Linked DNA regions of Neogale vison: region 1 is linked to region 2. Evidence: chromatin contacts called from public Hi-C data. All regions are on one chromosome and are shown on one strand. Each heading gives the region's core, a stretch centred on a gene start, on an enhancer-like site or on the middle of the called end of the contact. The rest is flanking DNA. Distances are from core to core; before and after follow the strand shown. Region 1 has its middle 89 kb from the start of IRF2BP2. Region 2 has its middle 160 kb from the start of TOMM20.

Region 1 (2,709 bases), core at 4-2,503, 200 kb after region 2:
TTCCGGCTTCCAACTAAAGACGCCAGGAAATGGCCAAGTCAGCCCCTGCCGTGACACCTCCTAGAACCAGAAGAGGCCCTTCCGAGAATCTTACCGAGCCCTGAGGGTGAGGAGTGTCACATTGTGCAGTGGGGAACACGGGCAACCGGGCCTCCACTTCTAAGTAACCTTTACCTCGGAAGCCTGCCAGCCCTCTGCCTGGAGACTGGCCTTTGATCACGACTTGTCACCTCCCAGGAGATGTTCCACTTTCCAAGCAGGTGGAAATGAACCGGATTAAAAATAGTCGCCTGGACTCTTCACAGAGTCCCCTAGTAAAGCGAAACAACCCGTGCTCTGCCAAGTGGCAGAAAGGCCCGCCCTGCCCCTCGGTTCCAGGACCCAGTGGCCAGTCGGGTTCCCACTGTGCCAAAGGCCGCGGCACCCTCCGGCGAGGCACCCCACAACCACCCTCCCCCGCCACGGCCTGGAACCCCGGGGTCACGGCCAGGCTCTGCTCCGGCCGCCCACAGGGCCCTCCAGGCCTTGGCCGCTGGCTCTGGGGTTCACCTTGGTGACTAGGGGCCACCGTGACCGTCCGCACCCCTCCTCCTCCTTCCTTCCCTCTCTAGCGCTCCATGGCCCCGGGTTTCTGGAGCTTTCTCAAAACCGTGGACGCATTCCCAGTGGAAATCATGACATTTTCCGTTTCACATTACGTCCTCCACAATGCCTCAGGAAAGGAGAGGGAGAGAGGGTGGGGGCCGGTGGGGGGTGGGGTGGCGGGGGTGGGAGGCACCCGGGGCCTGGGAGCCGGGCCCTGTCTCTGCCGACAGCAGGCCCGGGCCTCCGTGTATCCCGGAGTCACCTCCCCGCGCTCGGCGGCCAGCCTTCCAGCATGTTTGTCTCCAGTCGGGGGCCGGATGGGTCGGGGAGCGGCCTCTTCGGTCGGCTCCCGTGGCACAGCTGGGGCAAGGCGTGCCTCTCCACTTGGCTGTGTGTGCATGTGCGTGTGTGTGTGTGTGTGTGGTGTGTGTGTTTTAAACTTTACTTTCCACTGCCATGGTAACTGCTCCATGTTTGGCAAAGGGAAAGAGGAAAAAAAAAAGCCTCGGAGAGAAGAAAAGGAGCTCTCAGCGCGGGGCTGGCGGCCCGCCAGGGTAATCATGCCGTGGAGCTGAAATGAGGCCTCTGGCGGGCAGCCAAGTTACAAAGAACAAAGCTGTCAGTTCCTAATGTTGGCGGCAAAGCTTGTTTGGCACCCTTATATGGTTTCCCAGAACTCCCTGCCTTGGCCGCCTTCCATTCCCTTCAGGGCAGCAAACAGGATTAGCACAGCTCCGAAGTTGTTTTTCTCCGCTCTCCTCCAACTGTTCCAGTGACATCATCCCGCTGTATCCATTGGCCAGCAGGGCGGTTTTTTTCCTCTTTCTCTCTCCACCTCCCCCTGCCCGCCCTCCCTCCCTCCCTCCTGCCCTCCCTCGCTCCCTCCTTCCATCTCTCTCTCTCTCTCTCTCTCTCTCACACACACACACACACACATACACACACACACCCCTCCACTCCCACTTCCTTCCTGTAACCGCCCCCTCTCCCCTGACTTTCTTGAAACGCTGTATTTTAGGTCATTCTTCTTGTCCAGCTTCCCCGTTAAATGAAAAACGCCCCGGCGCTTGTACATTTAGCTGAATCAAGCCAGACGTTGTATTTTATTTTTATAACTGAATTCCTGTGAGATAAAAATCTCATTTTCCTTCGCAGGCTGTAATCAGCACTCGCAGGGCTGTGGTTTCCAACGGCCCCATCTCCCGCTTCCTTATGAAGCTCCGCTGAGAAATCAGCTTGGCTCCCGGTCAGGTTTAAAGGGCCCGCGGCCGGGCCCACGTTGCTGCTTCTCCCTCCCTCCTCCTCCTCTCTCTCTCTCTCTCTCTCTCTCTCTCTCTCACACACACACACACACACACACACACACAGACACGCACACGCATCCTCAGCTACACAGACAAAGGGCGTAAAGCTACCCACCAAGACAGAGGAACACACAATCAGGACACAGCGTCATCTCTCTCCCTTTGGAGAAGGAAAATAGGTGACTACACGGAAGCCAAAAGCGGTTTCCGAAAAGGCTGGTGGAAAGCAGCAGGCAGGCAAGCAAGCGTTATGCAACTCATGGCTGGGTTCACGAAAGAAACTGAGGTTCCCGACGGCACAAATGTGCCCCCGCCCCCCCACCCCACACCTCCCCACCTCTCTCTGATTCATGAACTAGTTTTCAGATTCATGAATCACTCGGGAGCCAGCAAGAGAAAAATGAGTAGTATTGATCTCATTTCAATTGAAATTGGCTCATTAGGGCCATTCTGGCTGAGGACGGCTTTCCACCACCAGACACTGGCCGGCGTCCGAGGTCTGCAGGCCGGCGCCCCCACCTGCGGGCGGGGCAGGACTCCTGGGGTGAAGCCTTCTGCAGAGGGTTCCCCTTCTCGTTATCATCAAATGGGTATAATAAGATCTTATTATTAGACGGTGAAGGGACCGTGGCTGGGTGCCACCGCCTTCCTGCAGCGGATCTGTTGCCTGCTTTGATGTCCTCCCTCTTTCTTTGTTTTCGCTTTTCATAAATCTTTGAAGAGGCATCTCGGGGCAAATTCTTCTTTGGATTTCTGGTGACTTCTCAAGGTCTACCTAAAATAGAAATTCACCTTCTACTGAGTGACTGCAACTGCCAGT
Region 2 (2,734 bases), core at 108-2,607:
TGGGAAGTCTGAATTCTTTGGAATTCTTGTATTATATTGTATTTTCCCCCCACGAGTGCACTGTGCTATGTCACAGGCCAGTCACCTTCTTTGAGAGAGTTACTTCTGACAATTTTGGGTGTCACCCCATTCACACTTACCATGTCATAAGAGAGAATCTTTCATATTTTGTAAGAACCTTCCCTGAAGCGTAAAAGTCACAGCGTCACGGCCTTCTAGTGACTATCTCAACATTTCAGTGCCAGCAGAAAACAAAATAAGATAAACACCAAACCAGTGTGCACAAACAGAGGGCAGGTTCTTTTTGGGGAGATGCATGTTTTTTTGATGAGCTAAGTGTTGATTCTAACCCCCAAAGACCGAGAAGTGTGAGGTTAGATAAGTGTCTGCTAGATTCACGACTGCCATGTGGATTCTGTGAGTCAGCTTAGAGGTCACTGGCTGTAGGGTAAAGTTCACCGGTCGTTCATGCTCGCTTGGACTGGGCCGTTCCTGAAAACAGAACCTGCACCACCATCTGCTAACTTCAGGTCTACCCAGGGAGGGTGGATGCTTCTAGCAAGGGATCTCAGGACGAATTCTGCAGCCATTCCTTGAGCAACGCCAAGTGGCCCCTGGCCAGGGTCGGAGTTAAACCAGGAGATGGCTATCAAATGCAGTTTTGGGGTTTAGCACATCTCTCTCGAGCTGCTGTGTGGAGCAGGAAAGAGAGAGGTTTGTTTGTGGCTTTAGTTCATCGGTTCTCTGCTGCACTCTTTAATCTGAACCTTTTTTTTTTGCTCAAGAGAAAAACAAGGCTGACTTGCACACCATAGAGTTTTAAATTGGACGGTCCCATGGAGTCCTCTACCCACGCCTTTGTACATTTATTTTCCAGGAACCTCATTAGGTGGTTTGGGATGCCTTCTGCTTGTGTTACAGATTTTCCAATAGACTTGCTGCACATCCTACGATAAATATAATTACTTCCCCATGAGTCGTGATGATCTCGTACACTACATTTGCACGCGCCTGTCCGTGTTTGCATGAAAAATAGCACGGCTGTATTAAGGAACGCTGATCTGGCTGCAAAGTCCCGTCTGTTGGGTTTTCTCCGGGGTGGTTCTCCTGCCTTCTGGCCGGTGAATAAATACCGTTTGGACAGGGCCTGGCACAGAGGCCTTAACCGTAAAGCTTAATGTATAACTAGTATGTTTTTCTTCTGTGTCAGCAGTTGGAAACACGATCCTGTAAATAAGGATTCGGTGAGTAAATGGATGTCTGTAGTGAGGGGAGGGGAGGGCTGGAGTAAGCAGTTTTGAAATTCATGCCAGTGGTTGCTACAAGTGATAAGGTAATTTGAGTAACCTGTAAGACCTGTGGATTCACAGGTTTCAAAAACAGGAAAGTCTCTTGTTTAAAAACCCTCTAGAGCAACATGTGGGCTTAGAAAAGAAGCTGGCTTGTGGTTAGGTGATCCTACTTCCTTATTGATATAATGGCTGGTGACGCAAGGCCTCCTGGGATTGCAGCGCGGTGACCGCAGGCCCGACAGTTGCCCTGACCGGCTTCTGAAACAGGCCCGGGGCTTTCTGGACGGATGAGAAGTCTAAAAATTTCCCTTTTCATTTCCTCTCTTGTGTGACTTTGTCATTTTTTTTTTTAAAAACTGGTAATTGAAAAGGGAATTTTGCCCATGCTCTGAAGGAGTTTATCTTGACTGCGTAGCCTCCCTCCCACTCCTCAAAAATCCCACCCTGAAAACCCCATGCTTAAAAAAAAAAAGTCATCCGTTCTTGCACATTTTTCAGTGAGTCTGTGTTTGATTAATCTGCCTTTGAGGCTGGATTCCTAACAAGCAGATCTTTAAAAACCGGATGATTTTTGAAAAACACTCTGGAACTTCTCCGTGTCCTCAGCCTCCTGGGTGAGGACCTCCAGGTGAATGCCGCATCCTTCCGGAAACCGAGCCCTCTCCCGGCCAGCTGGGAGGCTCAGTTGGGCAACAGCTCCCAGTATATGTGGTCGTGTTCTGAAATGTGAAAACAGATGCCATTCTGGTACACAGCTAACTGACCACAGCGCAGAGAGTTCCACCAGCGAGATGCGTGGGCTGTCCTAGGCCTTGCAAACATTCTGCAGACTGAACTGCAGAAAGGAGTCCTCCTGTCTGCTCTGGAGAAGATTCGGTGTGGGGATAGCCTGGTGGGCTTGACGTGTTGCTATGCCTGCTCTCCGTCCAGGGGAGACAGAGAGCAAATGGGTTGAAGCTACATCCACACCCAAGTTCCTTCTAGAATCCTTATGGCTGTATTCTTTGTTACATGCCTTAAGTGTGTATGCACGTCTATATGTATGCATGTGTCTATGTACATTTGCGTACACACACACACACACACACACACACGTGTTATCTATGCTATTTGGCCCAGCCCACAAGTTCCTTTTATTTTTCAGTGAATTCAAAGAAAATAACGTGAGGAAGATGTGTATGTTTTAGTGTTCCAGTAAATGACCAGTGTCACCTGCTGAGTCTCACCAAACGAGCCCACCCTCCTGATTCCCTTGTCTTGGCCCTGATGATCTTCCCAGGATGTTTGCTTTTCAGACTTTACTGCCCTTTCTCTTTTTGGTAAGCCCAGTAAGTCTGGCCCAGCCATGCCACTGAGGCCACAAGGAAATGTGATCCTGCCAAGTGCGGGAGCTAATCACTGCCCGAAGGTTAAGGTTACCGAAGGGACAAGAGCCACTTTCT

What was found. A called contact is a pair of places that touch in the nucleus more often than the background predicts.
Region 1: a Hi-C map of fibroblasts shows a contact between it and region 2, with 3 times the contacts expected there. The contact joins two enhancer-like sites. A contact is called at or near these places in 2 of 3 Hi-C or Micro-C datasets (fibroblasts and tongue).

What each region holds. Positions count from the first base shown.
Region 1 is chr2:152,221,613-152,224,321 of ASM_NN_V1, forward strand. No RefSeq gene overlaps it. Among named protein-coding and RNA genes, the nearest start is that of IRF2BP2, 89 kb to the right of the region's middle. Within about 2 kb of position 1,254, the one cell type or tissue checked has open chromatin away from gene starts, as enhancers often do. A contact at or near this core is called in fibroblasts, where this site is marked.
Region 2 is chr2:152,023,579-152,026,312 of ASM_NN_V1, forward strand. No RefSeq gene overlaps it. Among named protein-coding and RNA genes, the nearest start is that of TOMM20, 160 kb to the left of the region's middle. Within about 2 kb of position 1,358, the one cell type or tissue checked has open chromatin away from gene starts, as enhancers often do. A contact at or near this core is called in fibroblasts, where this site is marked.